Regions from separate parts of the Mus musculus genome. Here region 2 is linked to region 1. A link is a contact called in public Hi-C data. All regions are on one chromosome and are shown on one strand. Each heading gives the region's core, a stretch centred on a gene start, on an enhancer-like site or on the middle of the called end of the contact. The rest is flanking DNA. Distances are from core to core; before and after follow the strand shown.

Region 1 (5,891 bases), core at 2,319-4,818:
ATCGTGAGTTGGATCCCAGACATTGGACAGTTGGAGATTGACTTTTGCTTTTGATTGTGACTGTGCCCTGATATTTTCCCTCTTGAAGGAAGAAACTGTTTTAGTGGAGCCCACAGTTAAGAGACTTTTAATTATAAAAAGACTTTGGATTTTAAAAAAGATGGATATTTTAAAGAGATTGAAATTTTAAGAATATGGAAATGCTGTGGGACTTTTAAAGTTATTTAGATCTTGGGGATGAATAAGATTGTAAGGGTTGAGGCTTACTAGTGATGTTTTTGTGTGTCAAGTTGACAAGGGGTCAATTGTACTGGCTAGTTTTGTGTCAACTTGACACAGCTGGAGTTATCACAGAGAAAGGAGCTTCAGTTGAGGAAATGCCTCCATGAGATCCAACTGTAAGGCATTTTCTCAATTAGTGATCAAGGGGGAAAGGCCCCTTGTGGGTGGGACCATCTCTGGGCTGGTAGTCTTGGGTTTTATAAGAGAGCAGGCTGAGCAAGCCAGGTGAAGCAAGCCAGTAAAGAACATCCCTCCATGGCCTCTGCATCAGCTCCTGCTTTCTGACCTGCTTGAGTTCCAGTCCTGCATCCTTTGGTGATCAACAGCAGTATGGAAATGTAAGCCGAATAAACCCTTTCCTCCTCAACTTGCTTCTTGGTCATGATGTTTGTGCAGGAATAGAAACCCTGACTAAGACAACCTCCTAGTGCTGCTGGCGCACAGCTGAGTGATTATCTCCGTGAAATACGGGGCATGTGGAGTGCCTCAGGAACCAAACTGAACACAGTACACACTCCAAAGTCTGTTGGTGAAGCACATGTTTCAGTTTACAAATTTTGAACAAATTATTATATGAAGCAGTGAGGCTTGCTCTAGTGTCTTGATTGAAATAGGAAGCAGTCTCTGGATAGTGCAGTTAATGTTTAAGAAAAGCGTGGTGAGAAATTTAGTACAATTATGAAGGTCAGTAATTAAAAAAATGGAAACTTTTATGCTTATTTAAGGCATCTCACATAAGGAGGACCAGAGAGAAACAACAAATAAGAAAACTGACTATAACTTGGTGTGAATAACAAAAAGCGCCATGAACTGAAGATGCCTTTATCATGGTTGTGATGATAAAGGGGACATTCCGGTCTACTGCACCATGTCTCAGAAGAAGTATGTTATCTACAGAGGCAGGCCAGCAAGGAAACCACGAAAAGGGGACCTACAGATGTTCAGTTTGAATTGGGCCACAAGGAAGGGCAAAGGGGCTTGTAACTTATGTTTATCCTTGTCTAGCTTCAAATGAATGTGACACAAACTGCAATTTATTTATTAGGCTCTGTGCAATTACTGGGGGATTGCCCCTAATCTAATTCTCTAATGCTAGACTGGCTGTACAACCAAATGCTTGCTGTTTGAATCTTCCTGGCTGATTTCTGCTCCAGCAGTCTGGTGTCCTGGGGAGGCATTTCATGTGTTGCTGGTCCATCATGACTAATGGGGACCTCCTGGTCTCCTGCTCTCCGTTAGTGTTCTTCTCCTCTGCCCTTATGGTCCCTTCCTAGGACCCTTAGCCCAGTAGCTCAAACTGCACCTCTCTCTGTTTTCCCCATTATATTGGTTGTAGCCATTTTTATTTAATCAATGGTTTTAAATTGGGGAGTAAGGCTTGCACCAGAAAGGCCTGTTATACATGGAATTTGCTTGCCTTGGGGCAACCAGATCTTGGGGTACAGAATTTAGCGTATGAATACATCAGCACCAGACCAACCCTCAATAAAGGGTTAGTGCTATGTTGGAGAAGGCTTTTACATTTAACTGTTCCTTGGAACTGTAAGAGATGAGGGGCTTTCAACCATTGCCTTTTTTTCGAGTGCAGAGAACTCAAAAGCTACTTGGTACTGTTGCTGCTGTCAGCAAAACTAGGAAAACGTCAGACTCTGTAGTATAGCAAGCCATAGCTAGTATCCAGAATTTGGTAGCTGTGTAGGAGATCCATCACGACGTGAGATGTCTTATTAAACCTGATCAGAAGACCAGGGTCCTAAAGAGATGAAGTGCCATCCATCTCAAGTGCCTGATGCCATTTAACTTTAAGAATGGTATTATACAGACCTCTGGATTTTTATACTTGCTAATAATCATGAAATTAAATGTTTACCCAAGTGGGATCCAGCTCACGGGGAGGCTCCAAAGCCTGACACTATTAGTGATGCTACGGTGTGCCTACAGACAGGAGCTTAGCAGAGTGACCCTTGGAGAGGTCCAATAAGCAGCTGGAAGAGTCAGATGAAGGTACTTACACCCAACCAATGGACAGAGGACGGGTGATTTAGGGAAGTCCCTGTGGTTGAATTATGGAAAAGCTGGAAGAAGCTGAGGAGGAGGGCAACCCCATAGGAAGACCAGCAGTCTCCACTAACCTGGACCCAAGATCTTTCAGACACTGAGGCACCAACCAGGCAGCATACACCAGCTGATATGTGGCCCCCAACACATATAGAGCAGAAGACTGCCTGCCTGGTCTGCCCTCAGAGAAGATGCACCTAACCTTTGAGAGACTTGAGGCCCCAGGGAGTGGGGAGGTCTGGTGGGGTGGGGTGGGGGACTTCCTATTGGAGATGGGGGAGGAGTGGGATGAGGACTTGTTGGAGGGTGGACCAGGAGGAAGATAACGACTGGACTGTTAAACAAAAAGATTAAAGAATAATTTATTTATTCAGCATCTTTTTCTCCTTTTGATATCCATAGTTTTAACATTTTATATTTATATTTAACGTGTAATGGCTGAAGGGGAAGGGAGGAAGTAAGGGTGAGAGGAAGGGATCTTTCATGGGCAAGTCCTGTGTTTCCTGTCCTCCTGAGCTAGTCAGGTTCCATCCAGAAAAGGAGATGCAAACGTCTCCATGAGTCCTGAGAGGGACGGAAGGATCCCTTCGGTACTTTTCCACTCCTACGACCACTCCTAGTGCATTACAGTTTCATGAAACAGTACTTGGACTCTGTGGCTCTATCAATTCATTTGTCTTACACACAAGAAATTGCTTGTCATTACGTAGTCATCCAATTTCAGGATCCTTTGAGAAAAAGTAGCCAGCTCAGACTTGAAATCACAGTTGAAAATTCCTAATTTCGTTATTCAATTACTTAGCCGTATATTATGGGATAGGGGACTTTGTCAGCAGTGTGGTTCCTCATAGCTGGATTAAGATGTATTCAGTCAATGAATGGTTACTGAGTGCTGTTTGCTTAGTATGCTGCTTGCTGGGTAGAGACAGAGCAACAGGGCCTTGGGGTGGATTTTGCCCTTGTGGGATTTAGGTATCTAACCTACACACACACACACACACACACACACACACACACACACACACACACACACACACACACAATCAAAGCACACTTTGTGTAAAATGTAAAAATAACCAAGGCTAAGGGATAATGAAGTGTTGGTGAGGCAGGTGAGAGCAGGGGTAGCTTAGCAACCTCTGCAAGGCTTAAGCTCCACCCCTACTCCTTTGCCAGCAAAGCACTTAGCAACCTGGAGCGCCACCTCCGTTAAACTGCATCCACAACCCCTCTTTAAATAAAGGCTCACAGTTATGCTCACCCACAGCACTGTAGCAATCGTTAGCGCACTCCCCTGCCCCTTGGCAATGCACCAATGTTCTATCCTGGACTGGCTTAAACCACATGCATAGTTAGTCAAACTGTATCCTTTGAGAAACATTTAAGGGAAAATCCCATAGTTTCCTCCTTATGCCTATACGTTGCATTATGGATAAAAGGGCATGCACAGTGAGCAAAGGCTTACATTGCCCAAGCCTGTCTATCGATCAAGACAAAACTCCACCCACTCTCTAGCCCACAATGAGCAACGCCTCAGCGGTAGTCTCCAGATCGCAGCGTGCCTTCCTTAATAGTCTTTGTTCTTTGCATAGCCTCCTCAGCTTCCCCCGCCCGCACGAGCGCGTCTGTCCCCCCCCCCGTCCCCCCCCCCCCCGTATCAATCTTGTTTAGGTTGAGTTTAGGGAGTCTTGTCGGTGAGACGTTATGGGTGTGGCTTCCCACATTCCCAGGGGAGACAACCTCACAGCCAACACCTTGCTCCTCTGATTTAATCTTTCAGCACCCCCTCCTACAACGATCTCTGTGCTGCAGATGTACCAATTGGGTCTGCATTCCACATCTCTGCGTTTTGATTGGTTGGGGTTTATGAAATGGTCTTCACCTGTTGCAGGAAGAAGTGTTATTAATGAGGGGTGACGAATACATTTCTCTGTGAGTATAGGGACAGATATTTAGACACTGGTTAGGGGTTATGCTGGTTTTAGTAAAGTGGATCTTGTGGGTCAGGGTTCTCAACCTTCATAATGCCGTGATGACCTGCAAAAATAAAATTATTTTATTGCTACTTCATCATTGTAAATTTTGCTACTGTAATGAATGGCAATGTAAATATCTGATATGCAGGATGTCGAACACGCAACCCCCAAAGGGTAGCGACCCTCAGGTTCAGAAACACTGTTGTTGTAGGGTTCTCCTCTAAGAGCTGTGGCTTTATGAGCCTCTCTCTGTCTCTGTCTCTGTCTCTGTCTCTGTCTCTGTCTCTGTCTCTCTCTCTCTCTCTCTCTCTCTCTCTCTCTCTCTCTGTATAAAACAATAAAAAAGGAGAAGCCATAAATTTGAAAGACAGCAAGGGTAGGTAGATGGGAGGTTTTGGGCAGAGGAAAATAAAGAGGGACATGATGTAGCTATAATCTGAAAAGAAGAAAAACGGGAGAAGGAAGGAAGGAGGGAGGGAGGGGGAAGAGGAGAAAGCCTTAAATGGCAATGGCATCCCACTGTTACTAAGTCTCCCTCAGCACTTGCATATAGATATAGACATAGATATGGATATGGATATGGATATAGATATATATAGATTATATAGATGTAGATATAGACAGTGTGTGTGTGTGTGTGTGTGTGTGTGTGTGTGTAAAGTGGCCATAGAAACAAGGGAGTTTTCAACAATTTCTTTGGTTTCAAATCTTGTTTCTTTATTTAAAAAAGTACCTGGCCATTATGACTTGGACTTTTGTATTCCATTTTATTTCAATGAGCTGGAGATACTTAACAGACCAAAAACACTATGCAAAAGTTGGGAGAGTCTATGATCCCTCATGACAATCTTTTCTGCAAAGGCTCATCATTTGCTCATAGCTTGTCTTTAAGCGCCCTCTGGTGGTATAAGCTGGTGGAAGCAACACCCAGTATTTTCCACACAATGTAGCTGTATGCTATCCTCTTCCCCTTTCTCTCTCTGTTACCTTTCTCTTCCCTCTCGCCCTCATTTCTCCACACCCCTGTCTAAAATGTACAATTTTCATCCTTAAAAACAAATGCACACATGTGATGGATAGTTTTGTATCAACTTGACATAAGCAAAAGTCAGCAGATTGGAGGAAAACTTAATTACTAAAATGACTCGATATGATCGGGATGCCAGCCAGCCTGTAGGGTATTTTCTTAATTAATGATTGGTGGGAGATGGCCCAGCCCATTGTAGGTGGTGCCATCTACGGACTGGTTGTTCTGTGTTCTGTGACAAGGCAGCTGAGCAAGCCACTGGGGACAAGTCTGTAAATAGTCTCCCTCCACGGCCTCTGCCTCACTCCTGCTGCAGGACCTGCCCTGTTTAAGTTCCTGTCCTGACTTCCTTTGATGATGAACAGTGATATGGAAGCACAAGCCAAGTAAACCCTTTCTTCTCCAAATTGCTTTTGTTATGGTGTTTCATCACTGCAATAGTAACCCTAAGACAACATGTATGTATATGTACATGTGTATGTGCATATATGTATATACACACATATATACAAACATATGTATTTGCACACACACATACACACATATAT
Region 2 (5,891 bases), core at 2,048-4,547, 450 kb before region 1:
ACAGACAATGTGGGGAAGGACACATAAATACAAAGAAAAACACATTTCTTATGGAGACCCTTTTAAGTCCTTAACCATCAACAAACTATCCTTCTCTGATATATTCAGTTAAAGTAGTGGATTAAATTTTACATTCTCATGGAATTTAAAAGGTTGTATGGGTAGATGGTGATACAAATTTCAATCTGTCTAAATTATAGCAAAGAAAACGTATTTGTTGCCACTTCCTCTGAGAGAGAATAATTTTTCAAAGTTACTGCTGGAAAAATGGATAACAAACAATGACATCACTTTCCTTGGTTGCTGCATCTGCTATGGCTCACCCAGAGCATTTAACCTGTTAGCACACTCTACAATTGAATTCAAGTGTTCATTTGGCGTAATGCTTATCTGTTTAATATAATCTGGTTGTCTTCGGTTTAAACAGAAGCAATAACATTAAGTACAATAAAAGATGTTAAATTAATAGAAGACAGGGAAATGCCTTTCAATCAAGAGAGTATGCTGGTATCAGAATCTGTATCGAAAATCCTGGGTGATTTAAGAAAACAAGAGAGGAGAGAATATAAAATGCTGCTTTCCTTTCCAGGAGATGAATCATTAAATCTGTCTACCTGAACCCTTAAAACATTTCCAATGATTTGATCTGCTTATCAAATAATTCCTCTAAAAGCAATCAATACAAAATTCACAATGTTTCCTCTCTATTTCTGTTCAAAGGTAACTTGACAAAATCCAACATGTTAAAAAAGTGCCATGGGTATATTTGAGGGGGAGAAAAGGATACTCAGGTATAAAGAGAATTAAATCCATTCCTCAGTTAAGAAAACAACCCGATCCACAGATATTTTACATAGAACCATCATGTACTTATTGTATACCATATAGATTGTTTTAATTTTAACATCGCTTTCCTCCACTATTGCTGGTCTATATGGACATATGTTAATGATAAGACACCCACTGAGACAGATCATCCTGTCAATGTTCTGCTGCCTCCCCTCTATGAACGATTTTTAGTATTGCCCGAGGAGGGAGGGAGATCATAACATCATTACATCATTTTTCTTGTTCTTGCCTCTATCATAGCTTGCTGAGAAACATTCAACCTGTTACCATGGTCCATAATTTAAGATTTTATTTAGTGTAATGAGTGTCATTTGTCTACTTAAAATGACTGAACTACTCTTTTCTTTGCTTAAGAAGAATATTTGACTTGTACAATCAAAAGATGTGAGAATAAGAGATTTATTCAGAAAATAAAGCAGTCCCCTGAAATGTCTAGTGTAGTATAGACAGGAAATGGTAGGGAAATTTACCCTTTAAAATCTCTAATAAACTCCTAAGTTATTTGTGCAATGACAAATAATGTTGGTGTTTTTATTTTAAAAGCTTAGTATTATAGTGATGCTGATTTTTATGTTTCTCTTCAAATGCCATTATCAATGAGAGCATAAGCTTTGAAGATTATTAGCTTATCTTTTATCTTTATTGCATATAGAAAACATTTACATACTTAGTCGTTGTATACAGGTGGATCTGTGTACAGCATGTTTACCCAAAGGGGTGTGTGGGTTTCGGTGTGTGTGTATCTGCCTGTGTGTACACATATGTATGTGTGTGTGTATGCTTCTGTGTGTGTATGTGTGTGTATGGTGTGTGTGTGTATATACTTAGAGAAGAGGGCAAGCATACCTGAACATTTTAACATGAGAAAGCCTACACTGAATCTCCACACTACCAGTGACATCATTAAAAACGCAGGTTTAAAACGAGAACAAATTTATATGCATTTAAAATCATCCTTGAAAACATCTCTTTTTAGTAATCCTCATAAATTAATTTCTTTATGTGTATTACGTGCTATGAGTCTTTTAATCTTAAGAAAATGAGTGTTTTCTCTAATGTTACATAAGCCAGTGCACAGACATGACAGCAAACACTGCCTCTACTGGGGTGAAAACAATTTCCTCGGAAGCCCCACTTGATGTATAAAAAAAAATTCTAAAGCTGTTTGAATCATTTGAAATGGGCAGCATTTGTCCAATTTTAATTTAAAAAATTGCCACATATAGACAGATATAACTAGAAAGCTTTAAAAATGAATCTGATATTTAACAATGATATAGGTATAGGTTGATTATAATCAGACATACGAAAAAAAAATCTAATGTCATTAAATAACCCCCCCAAATCAGTGAACCTTTGCTCCTTATAAATTAAAACAACACTGCATCCAGAAAAATAAATAAATTCAATGAATACCAACCATATTATACTACATGCTGTTGCTCTTTGTTCTATCAGATGGCTATGCAAAGGTATTGATAATGGTTACATCATCAAAATTTTAACTGCAACTTGTGCACCAACTGTGTTTGTACCTGAAATCTGGAATCTCGGAGCTTGGCTTGACAACCATGAAAACATGAAATAAATGAAGTCTAACAAAGACTGGACTAAAGATTAGTTCGACACACTGTACATATCAATATCAGAATATGCGTTTAGGTATTATACCTAGAAGATGTTCAAATAGTAAGGATCACAATTGGCATTACAGCAAGTGAAGACCAGAGGAAAAAGGAAGGGAGAAATGCCTTCCAAGAGGGAAAGATTCATTAGTCTCTCTGGCAAGTGTCTAAAGCAAACAAGGAAAGCACAAAATAATCACCTAGTTACAAATAAACCTGTTTTAAAGCACAGTACCTTTCTGTGTCTGTCCTTCTTCCATATTCTCTTCCATGGCTACCTTTCTTCAGGAGAATCTGGCGCACGGTATTAGTCAAAAGCTCAATTAGATGTCAAAAAAGCGTGTGCCTTTTTTCCCTGGGCAGCTCCAGCAGCAGTGGCTTGGGCAAGTCCTTGGAGCTTAGCTGAGGCTCCCTCGCGCCTCTTGTTTGCTTAGAGACTGGCTGTCAAGTGTAATTTCATTCAAATTACTCTTCCGTGAAGATTATCAATTTTTCTTCTCAAAGCTGCCCATTGTGTGTGCCACAGTAAGCAGGTACTCAAACAAACAGCCGGATAATTTTGGGAGGGGGAGTGGAAAGGGGTCTGGATTCTAGGAGCAGAGACACTGTGATTCACAAGCCTCGCTTTGCATTTAAAATGGGGGAAAGAAATTGAGGTTTGTGCTGAAATCTCGGCTTTAAACTGGAAGCAGGCTGAACTGTGAACAGACAGAGGGGTGTCCTCCTAGCATGAAGCGGACCACCAACCCATAATTCCCCCCTTTGCCACCACAGTGGGAAAGCCCGAATTCTCGTCGTGTCTTTCTGCTGCAGTAGTTTTTTCTCACCCAGTCAGATTCATTACAAAAATGCCCTTTCCTTTTACCTCCTCACCAAGTGTCTAGTTAATTTGATTTAAAGGTGCCAAGGAGGGATGTAATTAGACTATCTCGAGGCTGGTCTGTTAAAGCTTATTATTAAGATAGGACCTTTATTTCACGTCTTTCAGAATCAAGGAGAAATAAAAACATGGTTTTCAAAGAAATAAGTATAAATCTTTTGTTGTAATAAGTATTTTATTAAGTGGCGTAGGACCTTTACAGGTAAAGAGAAAAAGAATCGATGTCTTTGTAAATTATGATTAGTTTAGCCCACAAAAGCTGCCAATTCCGAGTGGGAATTTTGTGAAGGGAAAAATTCTAAGGGTGATTATTGGAGAATGGGGGCGACAAAAAGAACGAAAGGATTCTGGATAGGGAACAACAGGATAGCATTTTACAATGGGAATCTGCACTCTGATTAGGAATGCAAATCACAATGCTGCAGTCTGGCAATAAATTAGCAGTCGTGCTCAACCTATTGAGTGACAGGACACAAGTAGAGTCGCAATACTTCACAAAAGGTACAGGAAGAACATAAACACTGTCTGTCAAGGCTGTGTCAAGCTTTCCTAGAGTATAAAGGAAGACTCTCTTGCCTATGTTCCTCTCGAAACAAACATGCATATGGAAACACACAGAGCTGAATAAGCTCTTGCCCTTGATGGAAAAAAAAATGCATATCCCCGTTATCCATATAATATGCTTGCGTTATACGAAAATTTTCACATAGGTTGTAAGACATGTCAGCAGCATTTTTTCACACCACACTTTTAACTGTAAAATCACTTATATATTTCAAGGAAAAATGATCTGACAATGCTCCAGTTTATTTACATAAATGAAGAGCTACTTCTCTCTGATAATCAATATTTCTATTCTTTTCGTCAAATGTGTTTAACCCAAGGGTAACTGCGACTGAAGAATCTCTAGCCACCCAGCATCTATCTCCCTTTCCTCTCTCTCTCTCTCTCTCTCTCTCTCTCTCTCTCTCTCTCTCGTCTCTTTCCCCATATATATATATTTGTATTCAAGGATTTTTAAGACAGTTGCTTGTTCAGTCCAGATTGAAAGAGAAGCCATAGGGCAATCAAAGAAGCCAAAACATAGCAGTCTTTGTGTTTCAGCCCATCTCTCTGCTGACATATCCTGGCATACACTCAGAACAGAGTGGAGCCTCCATCCTTGTTTACCTGCTTCATTCATCTTACGACACAGAAATAATCAGTGTAGCAAATAATTAACAGCAGCACACACACAAATGATAACACTATATTATATTTTTTGGTATTTTATAAACTTTAAGTGAGTTACTTAAGGAAAACAGGGAAATATATATATATATATATATATATATATATATATATATATATATATATTAGCCTGTATGTTGGAATATTCGTCTGCTACTCAAGCATATGCAGGGTCTGGGATTGTAAATGAAGAAGAAACTCTTAGAGCAAACATCATAAGCTGATTCTTTGTCTAGGACTCTGACTTCTAAAACTCTTCTACCTTTCTACTCCAATACATCACTGGTCCCTTCACTGTCACCCTCAGTTTACAATATTTGCTGGACAAGATCAATAGAAAGATGTGATTACAACTTCTTTTGTACTCTGGAAACTTCAAGGGAACAATATATTTGTATAATAACCAACTTATTGTCAGAATGGTTTTCTTTATAAAACAAAAGCAACTCATTATTTGTTTTATTTTATTTTTTCTGATAAGAATCCCTTTTAAGGAAATAATTTGTTTATAGGTCATATGCAAGTGAAGTGCTTCATTCTCAAGACACAGTGTTCTGTTGACGCCCCGTTCCCCAACATCCTAGATGTTTCCCACACCATCCACTCTACAGTATTCACAACTCTAGGTGGAAAATAGATATTTGTGTGGTTATTTTGTGTCAGATGTCCCCATTATTTCCCATTCCCATGTCCGATTCCTTTACTAATTAAGAAGTTCATTTCCCAAACCGTCCTTGGTTTTAAAATATTCAGAGCATCATCCTTTCATATTGAAGATAATGGAGAGCTTCCAAAATGATGAGAAGAAACGCATACATACATATTCTTACATCAACAACCTGTAAACAAGCTAAGATTCATTTTTTTGATATATACACAAATATGAGCCATTTTGAAGTCTACACTCCTGTGGGTTTTCAGTATATTCACATTTATCTAGCATTGTTTCCACTACCCCACTCTGAAACACTTTAAATCTCCCAAATTCCCCATCTTTCTTTTCCCATTTGACAGCTGGGATTGATGTTGCTGGTTGACATTTTTAGGATATTTGCAAAATCTTTTGTCGTTTGAATAAAAAACTTAAATATCTAGTTATGTGAAAAGTAGTTCATGAGATGTTCATGAGAAAACCTTATAGAAAACTGATTTTAATGAACTCTAAATATAAAACATTAACCTTAGTAACTGCCAATGATCTTCACTCTGTATTTCGATTGTAGTATGTTTGAATGAGAATGGTGTCAGTAGGATTATATATTTGAAATCTTGGTCCCAAATTGGTGGAACTCTTTAAGGAGGATTAG

What was found. A called contact is a pair of places that touch in the nucleus more often than the background predicts.
Region 2: a Hi-C map of forebrain shows a contact between it and region 1, with 6 times the contacts expected there. The contact joins the promoter of Gpm6a here to the enhancer-like site in region 1. A contact is called at or near these places in 1 of 15 datasets of contacts at CTCF or cohesin (large pre-B cells), 9 of 484 Hi-C or Micro-C datasets (cerebellar granule neurons, cerebral cortex, cortical neurons and 3 more) and 4 of 115 datasets of contacts at active chromatin or transcription factors (embryonic forebrain, embryonic midbrain, forebrain and 1 more).

Annotation. Positions count from the first base shown.
Region 1 is chr8:54,507,273-54,513,163 of GRCm38.p6, reverse strand. No RefSeq gene overlaps it. Among named protein-coding and RNA genes, the nearest start is that of Spcs3, 20 kb to the left of the region's middle. Within about 2 kb of position 3,568, at least 100 of the 459 cell types and tissues checked have an H3K27ac peak or open chromatin away from gene starts, as enhancers often do. A contact at or near this core is called in cerebral cortex, cortical neurons, embryonic forebrain and 3 more, where this site is marked.
Region 2 is chr8:54,952,134-54,958,024 of GRCm38.p6, reverse strand. Gpm6a (glycoprotein m6a) reads right to left here and starts at 3,297. Exons shown (of 7, transcript NM_153581.6): 1 at 2,710-3,297. The coding sequence starts at 2,746.